Linked DNA regions of Mus musculus: region 1 is linked to region 2. The links are chromatin contacts, called in public HiChIP or PLAC-seq maps. All regions are on one chromosome and are shown on one strand. The core of a region is the stretch at or near the end of the contact, and the rest is flanking DNA. Distances in the headings are between cores, read along the strand shown. Region 1 has its middle 23 kb from the start of Gm52889. Region 2 holds the start of Slc25a13 (solute carrier family 25 (mitochondrial carrier, adenine nucleotide translocator), member 13).

The links. HiChIP or PLAC-seq counts read pairs in DNA pulled down with a chosen protein or histone mark.
Region 1: a contact with region 2 is called in an H3K4me3 HiChIP or PLAC-seq map of bone marrow-derived macrophages, with 2.6 times the contacts expected there. The contact joins the enhancer-like site here to the promoter of Slc25a13 in region 2. A contact is called at or near these places in 4 of 39 promoter capture datasets (the 3T3-L1 cell line, hippocampal neurons, liver and 1 more) and 2 of 115 datasets of contacts at active chromatin or transcription factors (bone marrow-derived macrophages and hepatocytes).

What each region holds. Positions count from the first base shown.
Region 1 is chr6:6,540,162-6,545,147 of GRCm38.p6, reverse strand. No RefSeq gene overlaps it. Among named protein-coding and RNA genes, the nearest start is that of Gm52889, 23 kb to the left of the region's middle. Within about 2 kb of position 3,042, at least 42 of the 459 cell types and tissues checked have an H3K27ac peak or open chromatin away from gene starts, as enhancers often do. A contact at or near this core is called in bone marrow-derived macrophages and neutrophils, where this site is marked.
Region 2 is chr6:6,213,235-6,218,603 of GRCm38.p6, reverse strand. It overlaps Slc25a13 (solute carrier family 25 (mitochondrial carrier, adenine nucleotide translocator), member 13), which reads left to right and starts at 1,431. Exons shown (of 18, transcript NM_001177572.1): 1 at 1,431-1,608. The coding sequence starts at 1,594.

The sequences.
Region 1 (4,986 bases), core at 1,793-4,292, 320 kb before region 2:
AACATTCTAGAATACAGAATGTATGTACTCAAACGAATATACTCAATCTACACTATCTGTCAGCAACTGTCAAAGTTTAACATTCTTCCTTTGACTGACATCCATATGAAGGAATATTAAGGACAAAGATCAGCAAGATGAAGAATAACCTGTTTCAGAACTCGAAGAAGTCATTTATCTGATCACTGAAGCCCCCTCTTTTTTTTCTTAATAGCTATCACTTTTATTAACTCTGGGAAGCTTAAAGTTAATTCCTTTTCAAGGTTATTCTGAAAAGGTGGGTTTCTCCTTTATTAGGTAGGTCTGGTGGTAATAGCTGTTTGAAAAGAAAAAGATAATTTTCAGTGTTCAGATATCATTAAAATGTGGAGTAAGAAAAAAGAATCCCTTCAGAACTTCAGAACTATAGGTTCTAAACACAGTAGATAAAGAGAGATGTTGGTGTTATGCTAAGACAATGAGAGAGAGAGAGAGAGAGAGAGAGAGAGAGAGAGAGAGAGAGAGAGAGAGAGAGGTTGAGAGATTAATCAGGTATTATTTACTGACAAACACTATTCCCTACAGTCTTTTTCAAGTGGTTTCACATTCTGATATTATGGGGAAGCCTGGGTGGTTCGGACTAAAGAAAGCCATCAGTATGCTTTAGCAATGTTGTTCTCTTGGGCTGCATCCAGGCTTTCTGGTTTACTGCTTTGGAAGATGTTTCTGTTCCATCTGCCAGCATCCAGGCAGCTGGGCATGTGGCTGAGAAAGCCCGGAGACAAACAGCCCTGAATGAACCTTCAGCAATGAGACTCAGCCACCCAAAACCTAAAATAATCACGAGATGGAATGATTGCGCTTGGAGAGGAGAGGCTGACAGTAGGATTGTTACTGCATAGAAACCTTCACATTGGCTGTGGCTGTGAGGTAATTAATTGTCCTCGTGTATGCCTTTGAAGTAGATGGAAGTGAGGGAAAATTACCCCATTTGACTGATAGAACAACTGAGAGGAGAGCAGCTAACTTGCATGTGGTTACCCAGGGAATAGTTGGCTGAGACGCCAGGATTCTTGACTCCAAATTCATTGCTGTAACCACCAGACTGAAACCAGCCGCCAAAGGCTATAATTTGGTCTTGAAGCTGTGGCCATAGTTTAGAACCACAATAGTGAGAGAAACACACTTTAAGGAGGACCTTGAAAATCTCTCAAGAGAATTATGGCTCTTTATCGGTGTTGATTATGCAACGCTCGCAATGAATGAAGGTTCTGTCCCTACCATATTTTGTGGGTTTGGGTTAGGCTGTGTCACTCTTAGGAAACTGGGAAGCTTTGCTTCACCCTTGAGCCCCAGTTTTTTTAGAATTGTCTTAAGTTCATGATGCATGATACAATGTGTTAACATTATGCTTTAAAGCGCGCAGAAGGATATGAGGTTTGATAAATATAGGAAGTCGGGCTAGTGAGAGAATTGGAGGTTTGGAAACTGGGCAAACTTCATGGGGGCACTTGGGTAATTTGGATTGGGCCTAAGGGAGACTAAAAGCCTACAGGGATCTAAATGGACATAGGTCTTGCATAAATACACACTTCTAGCTCTCTTGAAGCACAAGTGTGTACAGAGTGTGACAGAAATCCGGTTACATGGTGAGTACCAGGCTCAGGTTCTGGAAAGGAAACCTCAGACATCACAAGATGGGTTTATGTCTTTGGGTTCCAGGCTCAGAAGTAGGTACTGTCAATATTCTATCTTGAAAAGAGTAAAAAGAAGAGCAAACTGAGCCCTTATATTAACAATTACATTGTTGAGTACCCTAGGAGCTGAGTGCTGCATTATTCATTTTCATTCCAACTCTCAACCCTATAAACTGGGTTTAAATCTGTATAATTTATTATGGGGAAACTCTAGAGAGGTTGACAGGCATGGGTGTCATAGTAAGACATGAGATGGAGAAAAGCTATGAACCCGGGACTCCAATTCTACTGCTCAAGCATTATGTTCATTTTTACCACATGATGGACACATTAGGACCTGCATTCACAGGCAAAAGGGAACGGACCTACCGTTTAAGACTGGCACATACTTCCGTGAAACCAACTTTCCAATTTCAATTATAAAGACAGCTCTTTCACTGTATAATTTCACAGGATCAAACTTTACTAGCTATTCCCAGCCATTGTTCTTTAGTAAAAACACCAAACTCACCAATACCTGTATAATGTCTAAGAAAATTAATTCTGTAATATTTCCTAATACCTAATCTGTGCTTAGATTTTCACAAGTGAGCAGAAAATCTTTCATCTTGCCTCTTGATGTTGCTTTCCAAACAGTTATGTCATCATATGGCCATCTAAATATTTATGTTCTAGCCATATGTTGCTCCCAAGGTTGGTTAATGGAGTTTCTTATTGTACAGGATAGTGGTTAATGCAGCGACTCATTACTGTTAAAGTGCTGAGAATAAACCACTGTAAGTATTCAAGTATAGATGTGACGATGATAGACAAGCAGACAGACAGGCAGGCAGGCATGCAAGCAAGCACGCGTGCACACACACACACACACACACACACACACAGAGAGAGAGAGAGAGAGAGAGAGAGAGAGAGAGAGAGAGAGAGGGATAGAGAGAGAGAGAGAGAGGCTCAGGCAACATTCCAGCAAATGGGATGAACATGTACAAGATGGGGTTATCTGCACAATATCACACCAGTTAAAAGTTCCAGCACAGGGTTGGGAGTTTTCTGATGTCTCAACCCTAACTGAAGAGCTATTGGCAGTTGATGGCTTGATGGCTGCTGTGGAAGAGGAAGTCACTTTTCTTTGGGGGTGTGGCCACTTGTAGGTTCCTCTTTCTCCAGTAAATGAACTCATATGGGGCCAGCTGTGGCAACACACACCCTTAATCCCAGCACTAGAGTGACAGAGGCAGGCAGATTTTTGAGTTCAAGGTCAGGGTGGTCTACAGAGCAAGTTCCAGGACAGCCAGGACTACACAGAGAAAAACTGCCTCAACAAACAAACAAACAAACAAACGCCAAACCAAACCAACCAACCAAACAAACCACTATAGGAAATTTTAAAAAGCACTAGTTGGACTGTGTAGGAAGGAATGGTGGTGGAAGGGCTGGGGATCCTGTTGACAACTTGATGGGATTTAGAATTGCCATGGAAACAATATCAGGGCATGTTTGTGAAAAACTAGACTAGGCTAATTGATGTGGGAAGGACCCATGCTAAATATGAGTGGTACCATTCCAGAATCTATTGGATATAGACTTCTATATATGCTTATTATATCAAAGTTATGAATGGTTTAGATCAGGGGCTGAAATAATACTTCCTGGATACTAACTGCAAACTCCTGTACATTCTTGATGCCTATTTCTTCATCTACAGATGAGTACAGTTGTGGTCTCCATTTTCAAAGGCTTCAAATCATATAGATGAAAAAGTTGATAGATCATAGAGAGAAATAGACCCATCCTTTGTTTGTTTCATTGCCTTGGACCCATCCCCTTTCACAGTGGAATAGGGAATATTTCAGCACACGTCACTGTAAAACAGTAAATGGATGGATACATATAAGAGGTATGAAAATATGCCTGATAACTCACAAGAACCATGTTAAATTTTCCTTATGTTACTTATTTCCTGCTTTCTCTCATTTGTTATATTCAAATAAAGTAGGGTTCTTGAATTTTCACTTTTATATTTATTTATGCAATTTATTGTTGCATATTGGTTTTAAACCTAATTATATGGCGGTACGATTCAAAAATTCCATTTGCTTGAAATTTCTTTGGCATTTCTCCATTTGGTCACTTTTCATAAATATTCCATGATTTCTTCAGAATTATATGCCTATATTATTGGATATAATCTTCTATATATGTTTATTATATCAAACTTATGAATTGTTTGGTCAAGACTTATATGTTACCATATTTAAAATGTGTGGATTTTACTAAGTCAGTGGGTGAAACTGAGATGGTAATGTAAAAATATCACTAAACAATTTACAAGTTTTTAAATGAATGTTGGAAATTTTATATACAATAACAATGTGCTTTTCTAAAATAGAGCGTGGCATTGCTTTGCATTTTACTAGAATTAAATCAAGTCCTTATGTTCTCCATAGTACTTACAAGTTTTTTCCTTCAAAAGTGATGAAGTTGTTGAACAATAAAATGGCTCTCTCTATCTTTCAGCTAATTTTTCTTTTAGAGTATCCTTGGCACATTAGGGACTATGAGGTGTGTTGAAATATTCCACTGTAAGAAATGATGGGTCCATTTCTCTCTGTGGTCTATCAACTTTTGATCTATATGATTTGAAGTAATTCTAAAGCTATTAGATCTTCATGGGGAGTAGAGACTTTTTTTCAGTCGAGACTGGGAATCTTCTGTGATTCAAAGTCTATCTTCTCTGCTATTATTATAGCTGTTCAATTCTAATTTTATTAGTTTTCCATGAATAGTTTCCCCCTGTCCTCTCATGTTCAACTCCCCAGGTCCTTTTGTATGTTGTGGGTATACTTTCTGATCCTTTTATTTTGAGCATGTATGCCTGTGTGTGCGCATGTGCCACTTAGAGCCAAAAGTTAGTGCCAGATGTGCTGCTCAATCCTTTCCACTTTGCTTTGGAAACATGTCCTCTCACATGGAACTCATTGATGCAGCTCAACCGAGGCCATCAAACGCTAGGGCTCCTCCTGTCCTACCTCTGCAGTGGTGGGGTTCCACGTGCATGCTGTGATGCCTAGCTTTTAGGTGAGAGTCCTAGGGATCAGACCAAGCTCTTCATGGTTGTGTGGCAGGCACTTTGCCACCTGAGCCATCTAACTTTGATACTCTTATGCTTTCATGGCAAATTTATTACAATTACACTTATTGTGGTTTTGAAATATAATTTGGCTTCTTTTAAAAAAAATCGTCCTTTGTCTCTTTTGCTTCATTTTATCTTCTATTCTCTCTTGGTCTCTCTGTCTCTCTGTCTCTCTGT
Region 2 (5,369 bases), core at 182-2,681:
GATAGTTTAGTCCTGACTCATGCCCAGTGTTATCATACCAGTGTTAGCCTGGTTCATGTTGCTACCACACAGTGCCTGAGAGTAAGGCTAAAAACGTATTCCTCGTAGTTGTCACCCTGGCTATGGACTCTAGGATCACAATTTCAACAAGTCAAGGTCTTGTCTCTGTTTCCGAGATGTTTCTCTGAGTACTGTATCTTCCAGAGAGAGGAAAGCTCTAGCTTCGCACGGCAGAGGACAATGAGAGTAGACTTACTTCTATGAGCTTGTTTCTTCTCTTTCTTTTTTGACACGTCTCCTTATATAGATAAGGGTGGCCTGGAACTCTTGGTTCACCAGCTCTCACCTTTCTGGAGCTGAGAATGGAAGGGTTACAAGCCCCTTTTTATGAAGCCATTGATGCAGACCTTAGGGCAGAGCCCATAGGACTTGAGTGTTTCATACTCCTGATTTAGTTTCTAACTTGTGAATCTGGGATACATTATGGCAACTGAGTGGAACCCTAACGACATTAGTACTTACAGTATACTGATTCCAGCCTTAGAAGGCACCTTCAGGTCTTTCCTGTTGCCCATACTCTTCCTCCAGCAGTCCCTAAATTTAGGTTGCCTTCTCTGACTAAACCCTTGGGTTCCTCAGCAATTCTGGGTCTCCTGTCTCCTCTCATTCGTCATGGTTGGAGCATCTCTTGCTATCTACGCATTGGACTGACAGTCTTACCTCAGGAGTAATCTCTGAGAGCCTTTCCTGTTTTCATTGTTCTTATGGTGTCCTGAGAGCAAACAATAGCTCGTAGGGTTTTTTTTTGTTTTTGTTTTTTTGTTTTTTTTTTAAGTTTGTCACCTCTTTGAGGCCTTGACCTCTTTTGTCCTCATATAGTTGTTGCAAAATAGAGTTGTTACAAATGTGTGTTCTATACCATATTCAAGAGTTTATCAAGTTAGAGCCACAAAGGAGGCTAGTCACCTGCTTGTTATCTTTTCTTCTATTAGTCAATACTTCAGGGATTTCATGATGGCATTAAAGTGGGGTCCATCTTGAAGCAAAAACCAAGGTGAATCTGGCAAGAACCTGACCCAATGTGTGCATCTATGAGAGTATGTATGTCAACGTCCAGGTGTTGTGTGGTAACCACTCTTACTTGGCTCTCTCATGGACACTGACCTAGCCAGCCCTTGGCCTCAGCCCAAGCTGCAGCTTCAGCTCACCAAGTCCCCGGTCTTTTGAGACAGTGGCTTGCATTTCTCCCTTGCCCCCGGGGTATACACGACAATGGCTACTAAAGCTGGACAGCACAGTCTGAGTCACGTGTCCTGGCCCCTCAGTAGCTCCCATACTGAGGCCCTCCCTGGCTACAGGGCAGAGGCCTTTAGATCACGCGCGCCCGGGAGGCCCTGGCCGGGCCCAGCCAATGGGCTGACGGCACCCGCATGACCCGCGCCAGGAGGGCGTGGGGAAGCAGGCCAGGCGCGCACGCTGCCGGGCAGAATCACCGCCCCCACCTCTGCTCGGGACGGGAAGTGAGTCGCCGGGGTCCCCGGTGCAATCCAACCAGAGAGCAGGTCTCAAAGCCGCCTGTACCCCGGCCGAAGCATGGCGGCCGCCAAGGTAAGAACGGCGGGCCGGGGCGATCTGGAGCCCAGAGGGGTCCAGCCGGGGTAGTAGATGCGAGGTTCCACCTTGCAGCTGAGGGAGGAAGGGGCACAGGGGACTGCACTTGTGGCCGCGTGGGTACCGCGGCCCGATCGTGCTACAGAAACTTTGCCAGCCGGACACTCCCACTTGGTCTGGCCAGGAGCGGTGTCCCGCGGGACCGAGCCCTGGCCAGCAAGGAGGAGCGCGCGAATGGGGCCAGGTAGCCTGGGGCAGGGAAGAGCCCAGGGACACACAAACCCTTCTGCTACTTTGGGGTTCTCCTGCTTCTGACCCGACTGTTGTTGACCTGAGTTTCTCCTTCCAGGGGCCCCAACTGGGCCTGAAGCCTATCCTATTACATTTCAAGGGTTCCGCCCTCCCGCTGGTAGGGAAGTCACCTTGACTTCCGTTTTGGAAACTGGGAGACTTGGCCTGCGTCTGTGCGCAGCTAGCCCTGGACCCTTCCCCACCCCCACCCCCACCTCCCATCTTCCATCCTTCCCCTTTCTCTCTCCATCTGACAACACTTACAAGGCAGCCTCTGAGCCTCAGAGAGGCTTCTTTTTGAAAATGACAAAACAGATTGTGCTGGGAGCATGTCACTCCTGTGAAGTTCTACTTAAAAGGAATTCTGTGTAATGTGAATCGTTCACGAACCCAGGGAGAAGGCAGCTCTGACAGGTTGACCTTTCCTCTTTCACCGGTTCTTCAAACCTGCACACCATTTCAGCCTCTCTGGACTGCATTTCAACTTTTCTGGCAGAATACCATATTCAGTCCCAATCACTCGAGTCATTGGAATTTATTGCTTTTAATTTTAAGTTCACGAAGGCAGCCCTTTAATCAAGCCTATACAACTTCTTAGATCATTTTAAGTGCAGTGAACTTAAATATACCCAACATTTCAAACATTTGTCCTTAATCAAAACTCTGTGATAACCCTGAAGAGGAAAACATGGCCACCACATCATATTCTGATTTATTCAGGCAAACTAATCACATTTGCAATGGAAATTGTAAGCAGACAAATATATTTAAATAGTGTTCTATGACTAGTCTCTCCAGGCTCCCCAAATCCTCAGTTTTCTTGTTCCTAGACTCAGTGCCTTAAGTGGCCTTCCTTCCTCTGTAACCCTCAGGAGTGTGCACTGGGTGTATTTGCGCATGAGTCTGTGGATGGGCACTTTGATTTATTTCTGAAGCTACTTTAGTTCTTTCAAGCCAATAGCCCCTTTCTTTGCATTAACTTTGCATGATATAACGATTGGTATAAATCAGTTCTCTGGAGTAAATACCCACTCATCATTTATATACCTGTGTGGGAGTTTTGTCACTTGATTTACGTTACTTTAATTGGAGATGCAGTATTGATGGGCACTAAATTGAGACATATGCCTAGAAACAGAATAGAAGACTGGGCAGATACGAAGTAACAAGTGAAGAAGCAGGCTCAACTTTTTAGTTGCATTTTTTGTAATTGAGACACATCCTATCAGGGAGAGTTGGTTTTTATCCAAATCAGGAGGCCAAGGAAACTGAAACATTCCTGTCACCTTTACCCTTTGAAACCTGCCTTCTTTGTTATTTATTCACTGACAGTCACCTCTCTTCAGTTCGGATGGCTGACATATATAGATATAGAATACCTTCCAATAGGATATAACAAAACCAACTGTAAGTGGATGAGAAAGTCAGGATAAAGAGAAGGTAAGGAGAAGCTGGGCATTGTGGCACACAGGTTTAATCCCAGTGCATTGGAGGCAGGGGCCAGCTTGCTCTATAAAGTGAATTCCAGGATAGACACGAGCTGTTAAACTAAAAAACCCTGTCTTCAACAACAACAGCAACAACAAACAAATAACGAGAAAGTAAGATGAACTTAGATTAATAGAAACCAAACGTGTGCTTGGCACAGGTGACAGCATTGTCTAGCTGCCAAAACAAAGATAGACCAGTTGCTTGGAGAGACTTCACTTTGAACTGTTATCTGGGCAGTTACTCTCTATGTCTTTTGTCTTTTTTCTTTTTCTTTTTTTGGCTGAGTCTTACTAAGTAGCCTTGGCTGATCTGGAGTTTGCTGTGTATATCAGGGTGGCATGGAGATTCCATTGCCTCTTCTTCCCAAGGGCAGGGATAAAGAAATATGACCATACCAGGCTCAACTTTGTCCTTGTTTATGATATATCTGAACTGGATTCGAAAACCACTGAGAGCCACACACAAATCCACATCTGTGGATTCCATAAGACCATTTTTTTGTAATGTCTTTAATTATAGGTCAAGGACAGTATACTCAGTGTACAGTTAAAAGGTCCCAGGTGAAGGTGTTGTGGGTCCATCCTAGTCCAAGAATGAATGTGTCCCATTGAGCTGCATTTGCCTATCATTTTTATTGATCGCTTCTTCCAGCTTCCAGTTAGTTCTGCCCAATGCTGACTTAAAATCTGTGTGTCTTACTTTTTCCTTGGAGTGTAATAAGCCATGTTGACAGTTAGTTGAACACTGAGCGATAGACTGGAAAAATCTCAGCTAGGGGTAGAAATAACATACTTGTAAAGGATTTGAGGAGCTTGTGAGAAAGAAAAGCCCACCCCAGTGAAGTAGCACAAAACTGGCCTGTGAGCTTGGGAACCCAACAGATATGAGAGAATTCGATGTGTTCTATTTTGCTATAGTAAACCACTGGAATGTTTAAGTAGACAGACTGGAAAGATGTAGCCAGAGCAATTTACTGATCTTATCCTAATTCCTGGGTCTTTGTAGTGACTCAAATGTAATAATTTATTTCTTCTGTATCTTTCTATTTTGGCTTTCCCCATCAAATCACTGCCCAGCAGTAAAAGAGTTACTTTTTTTTTTTCTTCATGAAATAATGATCTGAATTAGCATGGTCGAGATTATCTCAGAAGCGTCTTTGGCACTGGTTAAGTTTCTGCATTAAGGATGATTGAATTAAACTACTTGAAACTGAAAACTTAGAAAATGCTCATTTAAGTTCAGCCCTAAGACTCAGGGATGCTCATGTGTAAATCCAGACATCAGTACATTGCTGGGTTTAAATTAGCCTCGGACTAAAGAAAATAATCTGATGATAAAATGCAAGCACCAATTTAGAAAAGTGAGTGCTCTGTCGGGGACCAGAGTTTATGTTGCTGATGTTGTCTTCTGTCTTAGGGTGTGTTGTTGCTGTGACAAGTCATTCAATTGGAATTGTGTGCTGTGATCTGACTACTTGTTACAAGTGATACTATCTATCCCCAATGTTAATACCAACTGGACCTCAGCTTCAGAACAACTAAACCTAAACAAACAAACCAACCAACCCCACAGTAGGAGCCCATTCCTCCTAATCTGAGGGAATCTGAGGGAAGACTTCTTATAAGTGTGACTACCTCCCAGAAGGAATGAATGGCAATTGGAAAGACACACACACACACACACACACACACACACACACACACACACACATACACACACACACACAGAGTCAGGAACAGCAAACCGGAAGCTGGATAATGAGAACACGTGCTACATTGGGAAATAGCATCGGCTTAAAAAAATAATGGCTATCAATAAGGAATGGCTGCTAGATACCAAGTTCCACTGCAAATGTGTTTTCCCTCTGTGAATGAGCCTGTCTTTTGAGTTAGATGTTAGTACTGCCATCCCTGCAGTAGATAAAGACTCAGAATCCCTGAGCTGTGCTGTGAGAGACCTAAGACCTACTAATTAGG